Regions from separate parts of the Mus musculus genome. Here regions 1, 2 and 3 are each linked to region 4. A link is a contact called in public HiChIP or PLAC-seq and promoter capture Hi-C data. All regions are on one chromosome and are shown on one strand. Each heading gives the region's core, a stretch centred on a gene start, on an enhancer-like site or on the middle of the called end of the contact. The rest is flanking DNA. Distances are from core to core; before and after follow the strand shown.

Region 1 (3,128 bases), core at 554-3,053, 230 kb after region 4:
CTGGGCTTTTTCACGGAACCGAGCTCCTGTGTAAAACCGTCGTAAGCTCAGAGATATCAGGAAAGAACGACCATATTTGGAATGAACAACTGGAATTTGATATTAATATTTGTGACTTACCAAGAATGGCTCGATTATGTTTTGCTGTTTATGCAGTTTTGGATAAAGTAAAAACGAAGAAATCAACAAAGACTATTAATCCCTCTAAGTATCAGACCATCAGGAAAGCCGGGAAAGTGCATTATCCTGTCGCATGGGTAAATACCATGGTTTTTGACTTCAAAGGACAGCTGAGGTCTGGAGACGTCATATTGCATAGCTGGTCTTCGTTTCCTGACGAGCTGGAAGAAATGCTGAATCCCATGGGGACTGTGCAGACGAACCCATATGCCGAGAACGCCACCGCCTTGCACATTACGTTCCCAGAGAATAAGAAGCAGCCGTGTTAGCATCCTTGTCAGGATGCTGCACTGATGAACCCAGATAAAGGGAAGGTGAGTTCAAGAGTCTGGGAGGTTTTTTAGTTTGGCTGCCTGGTCTGTCCTGGGATTCCATGGTCCAATCTGACCCAATTCACCTACTTCTCCAAGAGCTCAGAATGGCCATCCAAATCTCCCACTGCCATGTCTCACTGGTCTTTTATACCCTCTCCTGACCACACTCCATAACATTTTTTTTTTTTTTTGGATAGTGTTTCTCTGTGTAGCCCTGGTTGTCCTGAGACTCACTCTGTAGATCAGACTGGCCACCGAATTGCTGGGATTAAAGGTGTGTGCCACCACCGCCTGGCCTGACGTCTTGTGCTGCCCATACAGACCCCGCCCCCTGCACTCAAGCTCCTCCCCATACTTCCTCTGGGCACCATCACTGCTGGGCTTAACTACCACTTAGTCAAACCCACATGGCCTGTGCTTTTTACCACTGAGGGAGGCTGCCTTCTCAGAAGGCCCACTTGCCCTTAGTGCTGACCATTTACAGGCAGGTCATGGACTCCGGGAAGGGAGAAAACCATCTGATTTTGTATTTCCAGGCCCTGTAGGTCTGGCTTATGGACAAGCAGTGTGAACTCTAGGGACAGATCCCAACAGACGCCTGCATAGCTCCCAGGTTGGCCCATGCACTAAGGAGGCCAGGATCCACCTTGCCACACGTGCCACCCCTCAGCACCATCTCAGGCACCTCCTGAGCTATGACAATTAGTGCGAGAATGACTGGGGCATGGTATTCCAGTGGCATACCCCTGGTTTCCGGTGCAGATTTTACGGTGACAAGAGGATCATGACAAGACCGACAGGCACCAGAACCCCCTCTGCTCATGAAGAACTCACAGGCGACACGGCTTCCAAATGGCCTCACTTCTCCTCAGCTTGACCACAGCTTCTCAAGAGAACCCCAGAACCCCAGACTCTTGGGGACTTGCCTTCATTCTGCTGGGTGAATATTCCTTTGGGAAATATTGCTTCTCACCACAGGGAAAACAGCAGGACAGATGACACACCAGGAAATGCCATTTAGATTCAAGCGCGGTGAAATTTTGTCAAGCAAAAATAGTCTTTATTCAAATTTAATGGAAACAGGGGTCACTATACTTTGCAAGACGGGGAAAAATAAAATTAAAAAAAATCTTTCCTTTTAATATAAAACAATATAATCACAATACCAGAATGTGGAGCTCCTACAGTGTTACTTCCTAGGGGCTACGCAGGGATCCGTTTCTCTCCACTGTGCTATTCACAACGTTGGTAAGTCCAGAAACAGGAAACCGAAGTGGTGGGAGACTGAAGACTTGCACTTTCACTACGTGGCACACATCAAAGGGCATCGATTCAAGGGCAGACGGCTGAGCTCAGCACACCTACCTACGCCATCACTCCAGCCTGAGAAGCCAGCCGTCTGGGTGCCGAGCTCCCTATAGCCGTGGCCAGGCCTGAAAGGCAGGCGTCTGGGTGTCCTACTGTGAGTAAGGGGAGGTCTGAGGAGCTGCTTTCAGTAGAGCGGGAAGGCCTGGCGCCTGGAGGCTGACCGAGGAAGCACTGAGATTGAACAACTGAGACACACCTTTAGGGAGTTAATGTACAGCAGTGACGGGTGTTCTACTTCACTCTTGTGCTACGGCTACCAACATGTACAAAACACTTCTCGGCAGTTCCAGCGTGGCAGAGCCAGTTAGGACCTTGAGTGGGACCTGGATCTAGACCGGGAGGGCGACCTGGAAGCAGACCTGGATGGAGACTTGGACCGAGAGCGTGTTTTTGAAGCCGATTTTGACCTGGAGCGCGACTCTGCCGGGACATTGGGTTTGGATTTGGAGGTGGATCTTGACCTGGCCCGGGGCTCTGGATTGGGGGCCTCGCTCTCACCCTCTGCCCGGCTTTCCCTCTGGCCAGACTCTGCCTTGGCATGTTCGCGCTCCTTTGACACCGAGCGGGACGGTGACCGGGAGTGGTCGGTGTCCTTCTTCTTCTTGCTGCTGCTGCTACTGACTTTGCTGTCCCGCTTGCTGCTGTGTTTTCGGCTGCGCTCGCTCTTGCTGCGGCTGCGGCTTCGACTTTCGTCCCTGCTTCTCTTCCTTCCCTTCCGCTTGTCCTTGCTGCGGCTGCGGCTCCGGCTGCCCACCTTGCTCCGGCTGCGGCTGCGGCTCTTGAGAAGGCTCTTCTCCTGGCTGCGGCTCTTCTCCTGGCTGCGAGCCCTGCTCACGCTCCTTCGCCTCTCCTCCTCTGCTCTCCTCTCCTGGCTCCTGCTCCGACTTTTACTGTCATGGCGGCTGGGGCTGTGGCTCTTGGCTTTGCCGGCGCTGTCGTTGTTTTGGAGCTTGTCCTCGGCGTGGTCTTTACTCTTACTGCGGCTCTTGTCAGGGCTGCGGCTGCGACTGCGGCTCTTGTTGTCTTTGCTGGGGCTCCGGCTTTTCTCCTTCTTACTGCGGCTGCGGCTCTGACTGCGACTGCGGCTCTTGCTGCGGGAGTGGGAACCTGACCTGGAAGACAGAGGAGCCGGGTGAGTAATGGGTGACTAGCCACTTTCTGTCAGGAACTGGAGAGAGCACGGGCATGCGTGTGGGGCGTGGGAGCAGGGGAGCTGCAGGCCCACCTGGATCGAGACCGGCTCTTCGAATGGCTGCTTTTACTGCT
Region 2 (3,059 bases), core at 1-2,500, 220 kb before region 4:
TCTTCCTTTTTTAAATTTGTTTTTTAGTGTAGGAGTGCGTACACCTTCAGGCCAGAAGAGGGCATCAGATCCCTTTTATAAATGGTCGTGAGCCACCATGTGGTTGCTGGGAATTGAACTCAGGACCTCTGCCAGAGCAGCCAAGGGTTCTTAACCACTGAGCCATCTCTCCAGCCCTAAGCCATTTTTCACAGTGTTCTGCTTCTGGTGTTAGCTCCCAACTCCAACAATTCCCAGCTCTGAGTCATCTTTTCCTGCTCCCAGCCCTTACTCCCCCCTCCTTCCCTTACTATCTTGTAGTTGAGCCTTGCACCGCACACTTAGACAAAGCACTCAGCCACTGAACTACAACCAGTGCCCCTCTTCTCGCCCCAGGTTTTTTTCCTTCTTCTTCTTCTTTCTTTATGGGATAGAATCTCACTATGTATCCCTCCTGCCTCAGCTTCTGGAATGATGGGATTGTAGGCGGTGCCACCAACCCAGGCATTACCGAATCTACTTCCTGCTTGCTCTTTGCCTCTCCATTCTTGGTTACACTTTACCCAAAGTCCATTAAAGTTGTGAACATTTCATCTTGTGAGCAGAACCTTCCCATAATCACACACTGTCCCCGTAGACTAGACCTTTACCCTCTACTTTCAGACTATATGGCAGTTTCACATGTCTTACTCTCTGTCATTGCAAATGTCACCTCTCTGGGACAGGAAAGATGGCTCAGTGGTTAAGGGTGCTTGTTGCTCATGCAGAAGATGGGAATCCCATTCTAGCACATACATGGCAGGTCGCATCCATTTGTAACGCCAGTTCTACTGCAACCAATGCTCTCTTTCTGGCCTTTGAACTGTATACATACGTGGTACACAGATGTACCTACATGAAAAGCACTCATACATATAATAAATAAGGAAATGTTATTCATCCTGAATGCCTCTTCCACTTAGACTAATTAGCCGTTCCTGAGCCCTACCTAGACTGAATCAGATGGCTCTGTATAGATTGGGGTCTTTTGAGCCTTCTGCATATATAATTTGAAAACAAGAACCATCAGCCTTGTTTTGTTCCGTGCAGACCTCACGCACCAGATTTTCCTAAACAAACAGGAATTCTAGTAGTTCCTCCAGTTGGTTATTTGTCCACTCATCCCACTTTGGGGAGGAAATCTCCCAAGTACAGAATGCTGTGTACAAACTAGGAGCAGCCGCTCGCACTTCCCGCGGTGGCCGCCAGGGGCCGCCCGGCTCTGTGTTTTCCCTTCTGGCCAGGGTCGCGGCCGGAGGCCCGCAGAGCGCATGCTCGGGGCAGTTCACCGCCGGCCGCCGAGCGCCGGAGTTGCTTGTGGCCGCCCTGTCCCGAGGTAGGTCGCGCTCCGGTTCGTAGGGAGCCCTGGGGACGGGAAACCCGGAGGTGCGCGAGGTCGTGGTAGGCCGAGATCGCAACCTACATGGCGGGCTGCACGTGAAGCCGGCGGCGCTCCAGGCGCACGAGCTCCGGCCCGCGTGGGCCCCGCCTCGCCGGCGCTCGGGCCCCTTAGCCGTCGCGCTTGGGGCGCGCACTCCGCTCCGTGGCGGGAGATTCAAACGACTGATGCGCGGGGACCCGGGCGCGCGCGGCGGCGGGGAACTTGGGGAGCCGCCGGTGGGGAGGGGCCAGCAGCGTTCACAGACCGTGGCCTGTCCTTAACCCTCTTCAACCCCGTGTCACCCGGTTGTTCCGTGCCGCTGGGGAACAATGGTGACAAAGGCGGGTCTCCGTGACCTTTGCGGGACGCAGGGGCTCCCAGGCGAGTCTTCCGTGGGTCCACAGTTAGGGTCTCCTGAGATCAGCAAAGTATGCCCGTGGAACTTGAACGTCGCTGCTGCCACGTCTTTGGTTCATCCTAAATTAAGTCCTCCGACCACGTGTGCCGTGGGACAAGCTGAGGGTATGAAACAGACCCGGAAACTCCAAAGCAGAAGCCGTAACCGGGCTGTGGAGGGTTGGGGATAGCTTTCCAGGTGAGATTTTAATATGTTTGGGGTAACAGAATCAGGGTGATCCAGACATGGGGTACATACAGCACATGCAACCACTCGAAGAGTTTGGGTCATAGACATTGGTGCTTGTGGGGAGGGTGTGGAGGATACAGAGAAGGCTGCGTCACCCAAGAAGAGCATGCTAATGGAGCTCAGAAAAGATGAGTTAGAAGTGATTCACCAGGTTCTGGTTGCAGAGGCAACCAAGAGCAGGAGTCTGGATCGGGCAGGTCCCACTAGGTTCTCTTAAACCTTAGTCTCCTTGCCTTTAAAGGGAAAGTAATGTGTCCTATAATCTGTGCAAAGCTAGTTACTCAAACATCCCCCAGAACTATTGCCCCTCTCTCTCTAGGAAAAAAAAATTAACAGATAGCCCGAGGCTGTATCACTTACTTCTGGACCTGGGTGATGGACTTCCTGGTGTGGCTTGAGCGTGCTCAGTTCTCAGTTAGTTACTGGCCGCACACAGCAGCAGCCTGCCCAGGCTTTGCCTTCTCTCCTGGTAGCCTTTCTCACAGAGATATTCTTCCCTAAGTCTAGCTGGAAAGTTCTGAGTGTGGGGGGAAGGGAGGGACCACCGCTGGGGTTACCAAATGCTCCAGAAGTGGGAGTAACTGGAAAACCCTCCTCCTGGTGGGTTGTCTAACCTAGTCTACCCACCCCTTTGACTTAGCAGGTAAGGCTGTGAGCAGCTCCAGTCCTGGGTGTGTGTGTGTGTGTGTGTGTGTGTGTGTGTGTGTATGGGGGGCATCCTCTCAGCTGTCATCTCACCCATGGATGGTGTGCAATTCTATTCCTGACATGGGGACAGGTCTGAACTCTTAACGGGGTCATACACCGTAGGTGCTTATTAATGAAAGTTGACTCCTTCCTGGATTTTATTCTGAGTCTTGTCCGTTTTTCTCCCAGTTTTTAAATTCCCTGAAGATGAATCCCAGGGAGTGGAAGTAGGGGGTGTGATTACAGTGACAGAAGACAAGTCTTTTTAGGGTTGTGTGTGTGTATGTTTGAGTGCTTTCCTGCATGTATGCCCAGGTACCACATGCA
Region 3 (2,764 bases), core at 140-2,639, 260 kb after region 4:
TGTGAATCGAATCCAGGATTCATAAACATTTTATCGAAGTCTTGTTCTCAGCAAGGAGAGTCTTTTAAGTGTCAATTATTCGAAATCTAGACAGCTTTGAGAACCTGCTGGTTCATTTGCCATTCATACTAAAGTGTATGTCTTCTCAAATGTCAATTACTACTGGTCTCATTGGACCAAACACAAAGTCGAAAAAAACAAAACAGGCAAGAAATAAACACAGCAAAAACCAAGGGTTCCCCTAACACCCAAGGTTTAGTGCTTCCGACGCCGTTCCGGTGCTTAATGCCTTTCAAGTCCTACCTAATAATTCTCAGCTCCCAAGCAAAAGATGCTCGTACAATCTCTAGGCATGACAACTCACCCGTTTTCCCCGAACCTGGTAGTCCCTGCTAGCCTTGCTTCGCCAAAGCAGATTAGAAATACAAGCCCAGATTGTACGGGGAAAGCTGTTAAGTAGGCAATTTGGAGATGTGTCTCCACTTGCACCAGCAGCCGACGCAGACCTGGCCAGGATGGCCCTTACCCACTCAAAAAATCCTACGACAGCAATCATTTTCCGGCAAGTTGGAGAGCCGAAACCACAACGTGGAAAACTCTGTAAGGACTCCCCAAGATAACGAGCTAGGACTTTAATTTACTCTCGGAAAGGGAGCGGTCAAGGCTTGAAGCGCGGCAAGCCAGTACTTTCGAAACTGTCACTGCACTACAAAAACTAGTGTCTCCCGCCCAAAGTGTGGCACGCGAAAAAGCCAGAGCTCCAGTCCTCAGAAACACACGCCGGGAAGCCTCTGGCCGGTCAGGCTGGGGAACGGGGAGAAGAGGGCCGGAACCCTCATCTGCTCCTGGCAGCCCCAGAGCGGGAAAGGGCCGCCTCGGACCCATAGTCCAGCGACGGAAACCCAGGCCTCCCCGGCGCCCGGAGCCCCAGTCTAACCCGGGCCTCCGTCCCCATTATCCCGCCACCACCCCCGCCCGCGCAGGCGCAGTGGGAGCCGGGCCTACCCGCGCCCCCGAGGCACCGCCGCCATGGCGGAGCGGAGGAGGCCGGCGGCGGCTTAGCGCCCAGCGAGCGCCGCGCTCGCGTCCCCGCGGCCTCCTAGCCACAGCCGCGGCCCTGTCAGCCCCCCGGCCGGCCCCTCCGCCGCCCTCCTCACCCGTTCTTCAGATCCACCTCCAGGATCTTCCCGTAGCCCTTAAAGAAGCGCTCCACATCGCGCTCCCGGGCCTGGTAGCTCAGGCGGCCGATGTACACCCGCGGCATTCCGGCGGCGGCAGCTGGCCCCGGCCCCCCTCAGGCGGCGGCCGGCGAAGGGAAAACGCGGCGGCGGCGGTAACGGGCGGGCGGCGGGACGGACGCAGCCGAAGCCCGGCGACGTACGCGAGCACGCAGCTCGAGAACGCGCGCCCCCGTCTCCCTACCCCCCCCCCCCCGGCGGAGGGGAACGGGAGGGAGCGCGCGCCCGCTTCCCGCCTGGTCAGGGGCGGGGGCGGGGCTTTACTGGAGGCGCGCCGGCGCGGGGCGGGACCTGGCCGAGTGAGCGACAGCTGCAGCACGTCCTCTCGCGAGCTCGCCGTGGCAGCGGCACTTCCCCCGGAAGTGCCTGCGCGGGTGCGCGCCGAGCGGGTGTTCCCGCCTTTGTCCTTTGCTCTGGTAGACTTTCTGTTTTGGGGTGGTTTTCGGTAAACGTCCCTGTGGGAAGTTAGTGGATCCATGACCTTGGGCCCATTTTCCTTTCTCTCGGATCTTTGAGTCTCTTTTATCTTCCTTGTACTTTCAGGGTTGTCTCTACAGTGTCGATACTAGGTATGTAAAAGTGTTCCAATAATTGGTTCGGTATTATTTTGCGGTGTTGTGGATCGAACTCAGGGCCATACGGATGTTAACAAGTGCCCTATCTCTGAGTTACATCTCAGATTTAATTTTTATTTTTTAAAGCACTGACTGCCAGAGGTCCTGAGTTCAATTGCCAGCAACCACATGGTGGCTCACAACCATCTGTAATGGGAATCGGATGCCCTCTTCTAGGGTGTCTGTCTAAAAACAGCTACACTGTACTCATACACATAAAATAAATCCTTAAACAAAAAAGTTCTGACTGTCCTAGAAATAGCCCTGTAGACCAGGCTGGCCTGAAACTTTGCCTGTCTGCCTATTGGCTGGGATTAAAAGCATGTGCCAAACTATGTCCGTTCAGTTTAGTGCCTTGTAGTTAGATTAAGCACGACAGAAAATTACTATTTTCTTTTTTTGTTTATTCATTTTGAGAAAGGGTTTTTCTGTATATCCCCGGCTGTCCCGGAACTCCCTCTGTGGACCAGGCTGGCTTCAAACCTGCCTGCTTCCCAAGTGCTAGAGTTAAAGGTGTACCCCATCTCTGCCAGCTCAGAAAAAATTTCTAACCTGCAAGATTATAATCTATAGATGTCCAGTGTATTGCCAAAATAACCAAATGTAATGAACTGTGCTGGGGCATGTGGGTGCTCAGTAATGAAAGGTTCCTTTTCAGCTTTGCCCAGGAATCACTGAGGGGTTTAGTCTCTTTACTGCATTTCCACTTTAACTGATGTGCTGGGTAAAGTTTTCTCTTCTGCATCTTCTGCTTTCCTTTCTAGAGGCAGTTTCTTAAGTATTCCTTTAGAAGTTAATTTACCATACAGCACTTGGCTTTTCTTTTTTAAGACAAGAACTTTCTATGTCTAATGGCCTTTGACTAACCTGTAAAAGCCTTTCTAAGAACTGTGATTGTCAATTGCAGGTGTG
Region 4 (3,011 bases), core at 33-2,532:
AACTCTCTCCTCCAGGGAGATTTTCTCTGATGGTTGGCAACAGTGACCCCTGTGTCCCATCAAAGCAGGCACCGGATACTGTTCTTCCCCCACTCTCAACCCCTTCCTGTGTGCAGTCTGTCTAACTCTGGGAGTTGTACATATAAGCAATAATTGTCCTACCACTGAAGCACACCGAACCTCCATGTTCTATTTCAAACACTCAACTACTCATCTCTGTTCCTATGAGTAGGTGTGGGGTGGGGGAGTCTGGCACATATGGTTTGTAGGAGGGTCATGCCCTGTTTCTGGAAATCCAGGCACTGACTTCCACACTGAAGGATTCTCTAACTCTCTCTCCCTTTCCCCTGCACCCCAACACACACATAGACACACACAGGGACACAAAGATATACAGACATAGACACACACAGACACACACGGATATACAGACATACACACACAGAGAAACACACAGACACACAGACACAGACATATACACACACACACATACACACAGACACACAGATATACAGACATACACACACAGAGAAACACACAGACACACAGACACAGACATACACACACACACACACACACAGACACACACAGACACACACACACACACACACAGACACACACACACACACACACACACACCTAGTATCAGCCTCAGGGTGTCGTGCCTCTAGAACCAACCACCTTGTTTTTTTGAGATAGGATCTCTCACTGGAAGCTGTGTACCCAGCCAGCATGTCCCAGCAAATGTCTGTCTTGCCTCCTCAGCCCACCACACCTGTCTTGTTTCTGTGACTCCTGGGGACTGAACTCAGGTCCCCATGCTCACACAGAAAACACTTTCCTAAGTGAGCCATCAGATCTCCAGCCCCAGATTCTTCCACACTATCTGGATACAGTTCACCCCACACTCCAGCCATCCTTAAGCAGGGTCAGGATGAGGGAAGGGAGAACTCTTTGAGTGTGCTTTGGGTTTCCAATGGAAGCTAGGCCTTTAGCCTGGTTGCTGCTAACTATAGCCTGGCAGGTCTCTCCACTCACGTTCAACTCGGGGGGGCCTTTTGCTTCCGAGGCCTGGCCATAATCTTCCCCTTGATAAGCAAGCTCTCTGGGCTTCATTATAATTAACCACTTTCCTTCTCCGGGTTCTGCCAAACTGAGACAGCTAATTAATTTCTGGCCAAGTGCCATCCCTCTTAAGTGGTGGGCAGGGACACAGTTTGCTGTCGTCCTCCTTGCCCGACCAGGCTTGTTTTGTCCTTTGGGAGAGCAATCACCCTTTGTCTGCAAATAAAGGGAGCTCCAGCTGGACCCCTGGGCTGCTGGTGCAGGCTTTGTTGACTCATCTCTGTTCCCTCTCTGTGCACCCAGCCTCTGGGGTCACTGCTATAGCACAGCCTCAGAGCCTTCATTTGTAAAACAAAGGGATTGAACTTGAATTTTAGAATCCCAGGAACTGGAGACCTAACTTAAGGCCTGCTAGTCAGCTTCACCTCTCCACCCCTCAGCCTTCTCCACCTGTAAAAAGGGGATAGTGATGTTCCTGTGGCTTTGCTGGTTCAGTGGAGAATGACTTGTGTGTCCCCAGCATGTAAGCCCGTCCACAAGTGTCTGGACCGTGGTGCTGCCCACCTTTAATCCCAGCTGAGGCAGGTGGATCTCTGAGTTCAAGGCCAGCCTGCTCTACAGAGTGAATTCCAGGACAGCCAGAGCTACACAGAGAAAGCCTGTCTCGAAGAACTAAGGCAAACCACACTAAACCAAACCAAACAGTCTGCATATGAGACACGCAGCCAGCTCGCTTTCCTGTCAGCGTTAATAGTCTGTGTGCACAGGCCTGTGTCACAGAACTCTGGAGGACTACAAGGTCAAGGGTAACCTGGGTTACAGGGTAAAATCCTTTTTCAGGCAGCGACAACATATCCCTGTGCCTATAAAACAAACAAACAATAAAAAAAAAAAAAAAAAAAACTCACCTCAAAACCAAAGAAGCTTCCAGAATTTCTTCCTTCAAAAGGCTAGAGGCGCCGGGCATTGGTGGCGCACACCTTTAATCCCAGCACTTGGGAGGCAGAGGCAGGCGGATTTCTGTGTTCGTGGTCAGCCTGGTCTACAGAGTGAGTTCCAGGTCAGCCAAGGGCTACACAGAGAAACCCTGTCTCGAAAAAAAAGGCTAGAGGCCTAAACTTAAGGTGTGGTCAGGCTCTGAGAAGAATCCCTCCTGTGCTGAGCTGGGGCTCTGGCAGTCCTCACCACCCTTTGGCCTCTGTCCTCACAAGGGCACATTCTTTATTTCCTCATGCTCGCCTCTGCGTGTGCATCCTCTCTTCGACTTTTCTTATAAGTCGAGGTGGGGAGTGGCTGAGTTGGTGAAGGGACTCGCTGCTAAACCTGATGACATTAAGTCCAGTCCTTGGGACCAAAAGATGGAAGGAGAACACTTGGGAGGTAGAGGCAGATGGATTTCTGAGTTTGAGGCCAGCCTGGTCTACCAAGTGAGTTCCAGGACAGCCAGGGCTACACAGAGAAACCCTGTCTTGAAAAACTAACCAACCAAAGAAACAAACAAAACAAACAAACCCCCAAAATGGGAATTCACTCCTAAAAGCTGTCCTTGGCCCTCCACATGCACGGTATGGCAGGTATCACCCCCACCCCAAATAAATAAACATTAACAAGAATACCAGGATGCTGGAGAGAGAGCTCAATGGTAGAGGCAACATCCTGGGTTCAATCCCAAGGTCACAAAGAAACGAAACCTTTAATAGGGATAGAACTTGGACAGGAGATGTAGCTCAGTGCTTTTCTGCCGGTGTACCCAAGGCCCTAGTCTCAATATCAGTGTTTGAGGGGAGGGGCTTAGGACATACCCTAACCTAGCATGGTCATTGGTTCCCCATAAGGGCACATTGCCAGGTCTCACGGGTTGACCCTGGGCATGGTATTCAATTCAACCTACACACCGAGGCTTACTTTTCTCCACCGTAAAGTTAGGGAAGCATGGCGGGGAGTGT

Evidence for each region. Promoter capture Hi-C pulls out the DNA fragments that hold promoters and counts their contacts. HiChIP or PLAC-seq counts read pairs in DNA pulled down with a chosen protein or histone mark.
Region 1: a promoter capture Hi-C map of embryonic stem cells shows a contact between it and region 4, with 2.4 times the contacts expected there. The contact joins two enhancer-like sites. A contact is called at or near these places in 5 of 39 promoter capture datasets (the HPC-7 cell line, cranial neural crest, embryonic stem cells and 1 more), 2 of 484 Hi-C or Micro-C datasets (both in embryonic stem cells), 8 of 115 datasets of contacts at active chromatin or transcription factors (astrocytes, embryonic stem cells, forebrain and 1 more) and 1 of 9 other capture datasets (embryonic stem cells).
Region 2: a contact with region 4 is called in an H3K4me3 HiChIP or PLAC-seq map of embryonic stem cells, with 4 times the contacts expected there. The contact joins the promoter of Rcc1 here to the enhancer-like site in region 4. A contact is called at or near these places in 1 of 39 promoter capture datasets (pre-B cells), 5 of 115 datasets of contacts at active chromatin or transcription factors (embryonic stem cells, fetal liver and large pre-B cells) and 2 of 9 other capture datasets (adipose tissue and liver).
Region 3: an H3K27ac HiChIP or PLAC-seq map of embryonic stem cells shows a contact between it and region 4, with 5 read pairs. The contact joins the promoter of Srsf4 here to the enhancer-like site in region 4. A contact is called at or near these places in 3 of 39 promoter capture datasets (erythroid cells, hippocampal neurons and stem cell-derived epiblast-like cells), 12 of 115 datasets of contacts at active chromatin or transcription factors (bone marrow-derived macrophages, cardiomyocytes, embryonic hindbrain and 6 more) and 3 of 9 other capture datasets (adipose tissue, liver and pancreatic islet).

The regions. Positions count from the first base shown.
Region 1 is chr4:131,900,111-131,903,238 of GRCm38.p6, reverse strand. Srsf4 (serine and arginine-rich splicing factor 4) reads right to left here. Exons shown (of 6, transcript NM_020587.2): 5 at 3,088-3,128; 6 at 1,514-2,974. The coding sequence ends at 2,167. Gm12992 (predicted gene 12992) reads left to right here. Exons shown (of 5, transcript NR_102393.1): 5 at 1-3,128. It also overlaps the pseudogene Gm12978. Among named protein-coding and RNA genes, the nearest start is that of Gm12992, 18 kb to the left of the region's middle. Within about 2 kb of position 1,803, at least 14 of the 459 cell types and tissues checked have an H3K27ac peak or open chromatin away from gene starts, as enhancers often do. A contact at or near this core is called in embryonic stem cells, where this site is marked.
Region 2 is chr4:132,343,941-132,346,999 of GRCm38.p6, reverse strand. It overlaps Rcc1 (regulator of chromosome condensation 1), which reads left to right and starts at 1,250. Exons shown (of 10, transcript NM_133878.3): 1 at 1,250-1,354. RefSeq lists a cis regulatory region at 848-1,695.
Region 3 is chr4:131,872,264-131,875,027 of GRCm38.p6, reverse strand. Srsf4 (serine and arginine-rich splicing factor 4) reads right to left here and starts at 1,389. Exons shown (of 6, transcript NM_020587.2): 1 at 1,158-1,389. The coding sequence starts at 1,264.
Region 4 is chr4:132,127,537-132,130,547 of GRCm38.p6, reverse strand. All of the region lies in intron 1 of Oprd1 (opioid receptor, delta 1), which reads left to right. Among named protein-coding and RNA genes, the nearest start is that of n-TAcgc3, 3.8 kb to the right of the region's middle. Within about 2 kb of position 1,282, at least 44 of the 459 cell types and tissues checked have an H3K27ac peak or open chromatin away from gene starts, as enhancers often do. A contact at or near this core is called in embryonic stem cells, pancreatic islet and stem cell-derived epiblast-like cells, where this site is marked.